Linked DNA regions of Mus musculus: region 1 is linked to region 2. Evidence: chromatin contacts called from public HiChIP or PLAC-seq data. All regions are on one chromosome and are shown on one strand. The core of a region is the stretch at or near the end of the contact, and the rest is flanking DNA. Distances in the headings are between cores, read along the strand shown.

Region 1 (2,700 bases), core at 135-2,634, 42 kb before region 2:
ATATGGAGTCATTCATACTCAGAAAATGTTAGCCTTCTAATTTAAAGGAAGCAGTGATTGAATGTTTATAGGTTTGTTTTCAGTAATGTTTTCATAGCCTTTGTCTTATAATATTTTCACAGTCATCTTGTGCTTTAGGTAAAACCACAAAATGTTAAAAATTCTAAGATCATTTGTTTTTTCATAATTCAGTATTAAGTTTAAGTGCTACTGGGTTTTCAGAAATGCCATGATGTTTTCTATCTAGATTTCACATCCTTCATGGTTCATTTCTTATGGTCTCAGGGTTTTGGGTGTTGTTTTGTCCTTTGGACAGTGGGGGGGGGGTGAGAGTGGGGGTATGTATATTTTGGGTACTGAACCTGTGTTGGATGTAACTTCAACTTAGTTACAAACCAGTCTCTGTTCAGTTTTCTCTTTCCCTTTCAAGAAATGCTGTGCCAGCTCTATGGTGTGGTAACCAAAGAGAAAGGGAATTCAGCATGAAAGTAGTAAACAAACAACAAAACCAGTAATGGGCAGTAGTCCTAGGAACAGTTTAATATCACAGCTTTATACCTTGCAGTCTTAGAACTGCCTGTGATAAAGTTCTTACTTGGAAAACTGTGCAGTCCCATGTTAGATCATAAGATGACTGTAAGGGAATAGCAGAGATAAGACTAATGAAGACCCAGAAAATCTTGCTTTTTCTACTTTGCCAAGAAATTTGGTTTTTATCCTGATCTGCAAGGAACTTTTGTAAGACCTAAAGCTAGGAAATGACAAGAAATACCTTAGAAAGATCTGGCAGCATGGCAGAGAGTAAACTAGGGTTAACTGTAACAAAAGCAAAAAGACCCCCAGTAAGCATCAGTACAATTAACCTGAGGTGCTGCAAAGCCTATATTAACCCAGGAGCAATGTTCTTGTATGGAAAGGGGTTGATGGTCAAAGAGTTCAGAGCTAGACACTATTTATCTAGGTGTATGGAATGAATAAAAGTACAGATACTACACTGATGTCTCCACAACTTCCCTTCATTGCGAGGTTTTATGGAAAGTGTAGAAAGGCACCTCAGGAGAAGAAACCTACTTAAGTGGCAAATTCTATCCAGAAAAAAATGTCTGTACGGGATGGCAGACATAAGAATGGCAGAAAACTTAGGAAGTGGGCTTGGAAAGAAAGCTGTGAATAACCTTCTTTGAACAACCAAAATGGGAGGCTTCTTGTTGGAATGAAAAGCCAGGAGATTCATGAACTTTAAGAACAAATGATGTTTGGAGCTGCCAGGATTCACGAGAGTAGAAAAATGTATTATGAATTTGGCAATATGAATGATCCATAGTAGTTTCTGTGTAGTGGTGAAGTAAGGGCTAGATTGTAGCAGGATAAATAAGTTAATGTTTCATTACAATCTCTATCACATTACTCATAAAATACATAGAGGAGAGGACAAAGGACACACAACACACACAAATTACACATGCCATAGAAATTACTAGAAATTACCAAGAAACGGAGAAAATAAGAATGATTTGTGTAGCAAGATAGATTGAGATGTAAGACTGTAAGTATTCTAGGATAGGCATATATATAACTGAGTGGTAGAAAGCTTGTCTAGTATACCTGAAGTCCCAGGTTCAATCCCTAACATTGTTAATAATTAATTTAGTAAAATAACTTGTAGTATCAAGGCCAAAGCAAACACCTAAATTTAAATCAGATACCATAAGAAAAACTGTACAAGTATATTTTGAAGTAACAATGAAATGCCTTTTTAAAGTAAAACTGAGCTACGACAATATGCATGGAAAAGTGCCATTAGTACTTTACACCTAACTAGCTACTCATCAAAACAGAGCAAAATAAAACAGAACAGTATACTAGAGGATAGAAAATACATAAATCCCCCCTCCCCAGTACTACTGGAGTTCACATGTTTTTCTCAGTACCATATATAGTTAAGTATAGGATAGATTAAATTCAGTCAGTTTTGTATACATGAAAGAGAAAATATTCTTTTTGACTAACAAAGAACAAGGTCAATTCTCAGCTCTGGTTTAACTAAAGACATTTTTATATATGGCTTCTTTCTAGTTTTTCTTAGGGAAAATGAAAGCCACCTTAACTTGAGAAATACTACTTTTGAATACTTTTATTTGAATTGTTTTAGTGTCATTTATAAATGGGTGAAAGGGATCCTTAACATGTCTCTTTTGCATGTAATAAATTCAGATGTTTATGTTCTCAGTACTTTATAAAGTAGAATGTTTTCCAAATAAGAAGCTTGGGGAGATGGACATGGTGGTGCATGCCAGAGCTTTAGTAGCTGAGGGAAGAATAGTGGAAGATCAGAGCTAGCCTGGGCTACATAGGGAGACTCTTTCAAAAAACTGAACAAAAAATTAAGAAAAAGACATTTTTGTTCTTCTTAGTCTCATTATTTTTAGTTCCTATTTTAAGTTCATAGTATCTTGAACAAATAGAGAAAACATTTAATTCATAAAGGCTAAAGAGATGGCTCAGTGGTTACAAGTGTCTGCTGTTCTTTCAGAGGACCAAGTTTTGGTTCCCAGCACTTCTGCCTGGCAGCTGACAGCCACCTTTTATTTCATCTCCATGGGATCTGACACCTTCTAGCCTCTAAATATAATAAATCATTTTTTAAAATAGATTTTAATTCTCTGTGGCTAAATACTTTCCATTTAAAATCTAGCATTT
Region 2 (2,700 bases), core at 37-2,536:
TAGGGCTGGGCTACAAAGGAAACTAGAGCAGTGAGCTCAGGGCTAGAGCCCAGGCAGCGTGGTAAGACATAGAACTCCTCTATTACCTTTTAAACACACCTTCGTCCTCCCACCTCCATCCTCAGGCCCCACTTCTCCCTCCATCCTTACCTTGGGAAACTGGTAAGTGATCGTGGGCTCATAGTCATCCCCTAAACGCTTTTTCTTTAAAGAAACAACAAGAAGGTATTCAAAGAAGTGCTGGCCTCCAGCAAAGCTAGATGGAGAATGCTCCTGGATCCTTTCTGGCTCTGTGACAGCTTCCCCAGGATTGTTCTGGGATTGTCCTAAAATGGAGATGCAAGGGTCTCTTGAGTATTCTTTCCACTCCTCCATTCTGTAGTGCGAGCGAGAATCTGGGCAACAACCATGCCTCAAGGCTACAGTGCCAAGCCTGACCAGGCACCACCAGGCAGGATCAGAGCCAAGGGGGCAATTTCCATACCTGCCCTGGGAAACTTGAAACTGTGGAGTGACACAGGAAGAAAAGAAAACACTGATGTAGAACCGAGGAGCCATGCCATGCTGTGGAGGTTCTTGGAGGCCTGATGCCTGACACTGTATAGTCTGCCTGATGCAACAGTTCTGGGTATTTTGTGAGCCCTGAGTAAATTTGCACTAAATAATCAGAGTAGACCCATAGGGCATTTTTTGGTAATTATAGCAAGACCTCTGCAACAGACGGGACTAGCTCTGCAAACTGATAAGGCAATCCTCCTGGCTTGACCACATGGGGGCCATGTGGGTTTGAGCATATAAAGGAAAAAGAGGATCACTACAGCAGGAATCAGCCCATAAAAAGATCATCCGAAAAAGGAAGTAGGCAATCCAGTTCTGACCTGCTCGAAGTCGTGGCAAGCGATTTCGGAGCAGCCTGAGGGTTCGGCCTACCCCTTGTCCTTCCATCATTCTGAGCTTTGGGGGCATGGATGTTCTTTCTCCTTCAGGCTGGCCACAGAAAGCCTGAGAAAGTGCCTTCTGCCTTGGTCTCCAATCACAACTTTATTGAGCTGAGCCACACGCTGTCTCCCAAAGGCAGAGAGCAGTTTCCATCCTGTGTACTCCGTAATTGAGCAAGAAGGATGTGAAAGGACCCACGAGGCAGCTTAGTGTGGGCACTGACAGAAGCAGCATCCTGGCACTACAACTCAGCTCTTGGCTCCTCCCAAGAGCCCCAGGGTGTGGTAACAGAAAAGGTCATGAGCAAACATCTCAAGGCACAGCTGCTTCTGGGCCAAGGGCTTTCAATTCCAGTGCTTGCAGACCATGTGGTGAGTTTATTTACAAACCCAGGCAGCGAGGGATGCCTGTGAAGATCAGACTATGGACTCCAGTGCCTCGTGGGGCACAGCACAGGTATTTTACATCCCTCATCCTCCACTGCTCACGATCACCTTTTCAAGCAATCGTCGGGAGCTGCAAAGTCCCACCAGGCCAACTGGCGAATCTAAAACATCAAGGATCTTCAGGAACCCAGGACTGAACACTTCTTGCAGCCAAGATGCCAGATTGCCCTGATTCAGATAAGTAGACTTGCCCACTCATTCTCTAAATGTACTAATAACTTGTAACAGGAGAGGCCCACCTCTGAGAGGCCCAGATATACAGAATAGCTGTGAAGGTGATTACTTCACCCACTCCTCCCTGGCAATCTTTCCTGATCTAAGGCATAAATCTCTCTCACTATTCCAGGGTTCCGGAAGAATCCTTTCTCTCACCATCTTTACTAAAAGGAAGCAATGACTCGGGAAATCGTCCCCAGCTTAGAGTAGGAGCCTAGTTGCATCAGCAGCTGTAGGGGTACAGAGCATCTTCACCCCTCCCCTACCCCTGCTCAGCCTTTCCTCTGGTTGGGCCAGGACAAGCTAAACAGCAGGCCCAGTACTATGTCTAGAGATTGAGGAAGAGGAGAAAAGTAGTCGCTGATACCCTGGGTTATTAAACAGAAAGTCCTGAATAAGGAAATGTACAGGATAAGAGGAAGGAGACTTTGCCCAGAAGTAACTTAATGGGGAGGGAAGAAGTAAAAGGATCTGGTGCCTGTGTCTGCCACTCCTGCAAAGAATTAGCAGCCCTCTGGGAGGGAGTGTGTTGCTATGGTAAGAAGGAAGGCTGTCACCCTACTCCTAAGAGCACTGAAACTGTGGCACTGGTAAAATGCAGGACTCAGAAACCCAACATTGACTTGTGGCGGAAGCAGCAATCATAGTACAGATGATGAGAGTTGGGATCTTGAGAACGGGGAAGCAAGACACCACAGAAAGTACTTGTGTCTTACTTGTAGCCTGTATAGACATGTTGCATAATCTTTACTGGTTGCCTTACGGAGCAAGAGCATGCCTAGTACAGAAAGGAAAACCGAGGCATTAAGTCACTCGGAGGCAATTGAAAATGAACAGGATCTGTACAAAGTGAACGTCATAAAAAGTTCCAAATCCAGGCTCAGGCCTTCTGGTGTATTACACAGTAAACATCTCCCGGTAGGAAGAGGTAGTGGGTGGAGTGGGATGGGTGGCGAGCAAATGGCTTGGGGGGCCAGAGTCATCTTCCTGGTCATCCCAGAAGCTCAGGAAATGTCTTTTCCTCAGTCCTTGGGGCTGGCTTTTCACTCCATTTCCTCCTGCTTTATCAGGAGAAACAAGGGACCAGCAATGTCAGAAA

Evidence for each region. HiChIP or PLAC-seq counts read pairs in DNA pulled down with a chosen protein or histone mark.
Region 1: an H3K4me3 HiChIP or PLAC-seq map of intestinal villus epithelium shows a contact between it and region 2, with 3 times the contacts expected there. The contact joins the enhancer-like site here to the promoter of 2010016I18Rik in region 2. A contact is called at or near these places in 2 of 39 promoter capture datasets (macrophages and neutrophils), 1 of 15 datasets of contacts at CTCF or cohesin (large pre-B cells), 7 of 484 Hi-C or Micro-C datasets (B cells, CD8 T cells, centrocytes and 3 more), 6 of 115 datasets of contacts at active chromatin or transcription factors (CD8 T cells, the SCID.adh cell line, bone marrow-derived macrophages and 3 more) and 2 of 9 other capture datasets (adipose tissue and pancreatic islet).

Annotation. Positions count from the first base shown.
Region 1 is chr3:106,526,910-106,529,609 of GRCm38.p6, reverse strand. All of the region lies in intron 4 of Cept1 (choline/ethanolaminephosphotransferase 1), which reads left to right. Among named protein-coding and RNA genes, the nearest start is that of Dram2, 20 kb to the left of the region's middle. Within about 2 kb of position 1,384, at least 10 of the 459 cell types and tissues checked have an H3K27ac peak or open chromatin away from gene starts, as enhancers often do. A contact at or near this core is called in intestinal villus epithelium and liver, where this site is marked.
Region 2 is chr3:106,484,499-106,487,198 of GRCm38.p6, reverse strand. It overlaps 2010016I18Rik (RIKEN cDNA 2010016I18 gene), which reads left to right and starts at 1,286. Exons shown (of 2, transcript NR_033207.1): 1 at 1,286-1,395. Dennd2d (DENN/MADD domain containing 2D) reads right to left here and starts at 1,159. Exons shown (of 12, transcript NM_028110.2): 1 at 879-1,159; 2 at 151-326. The coding sequence starts at 966.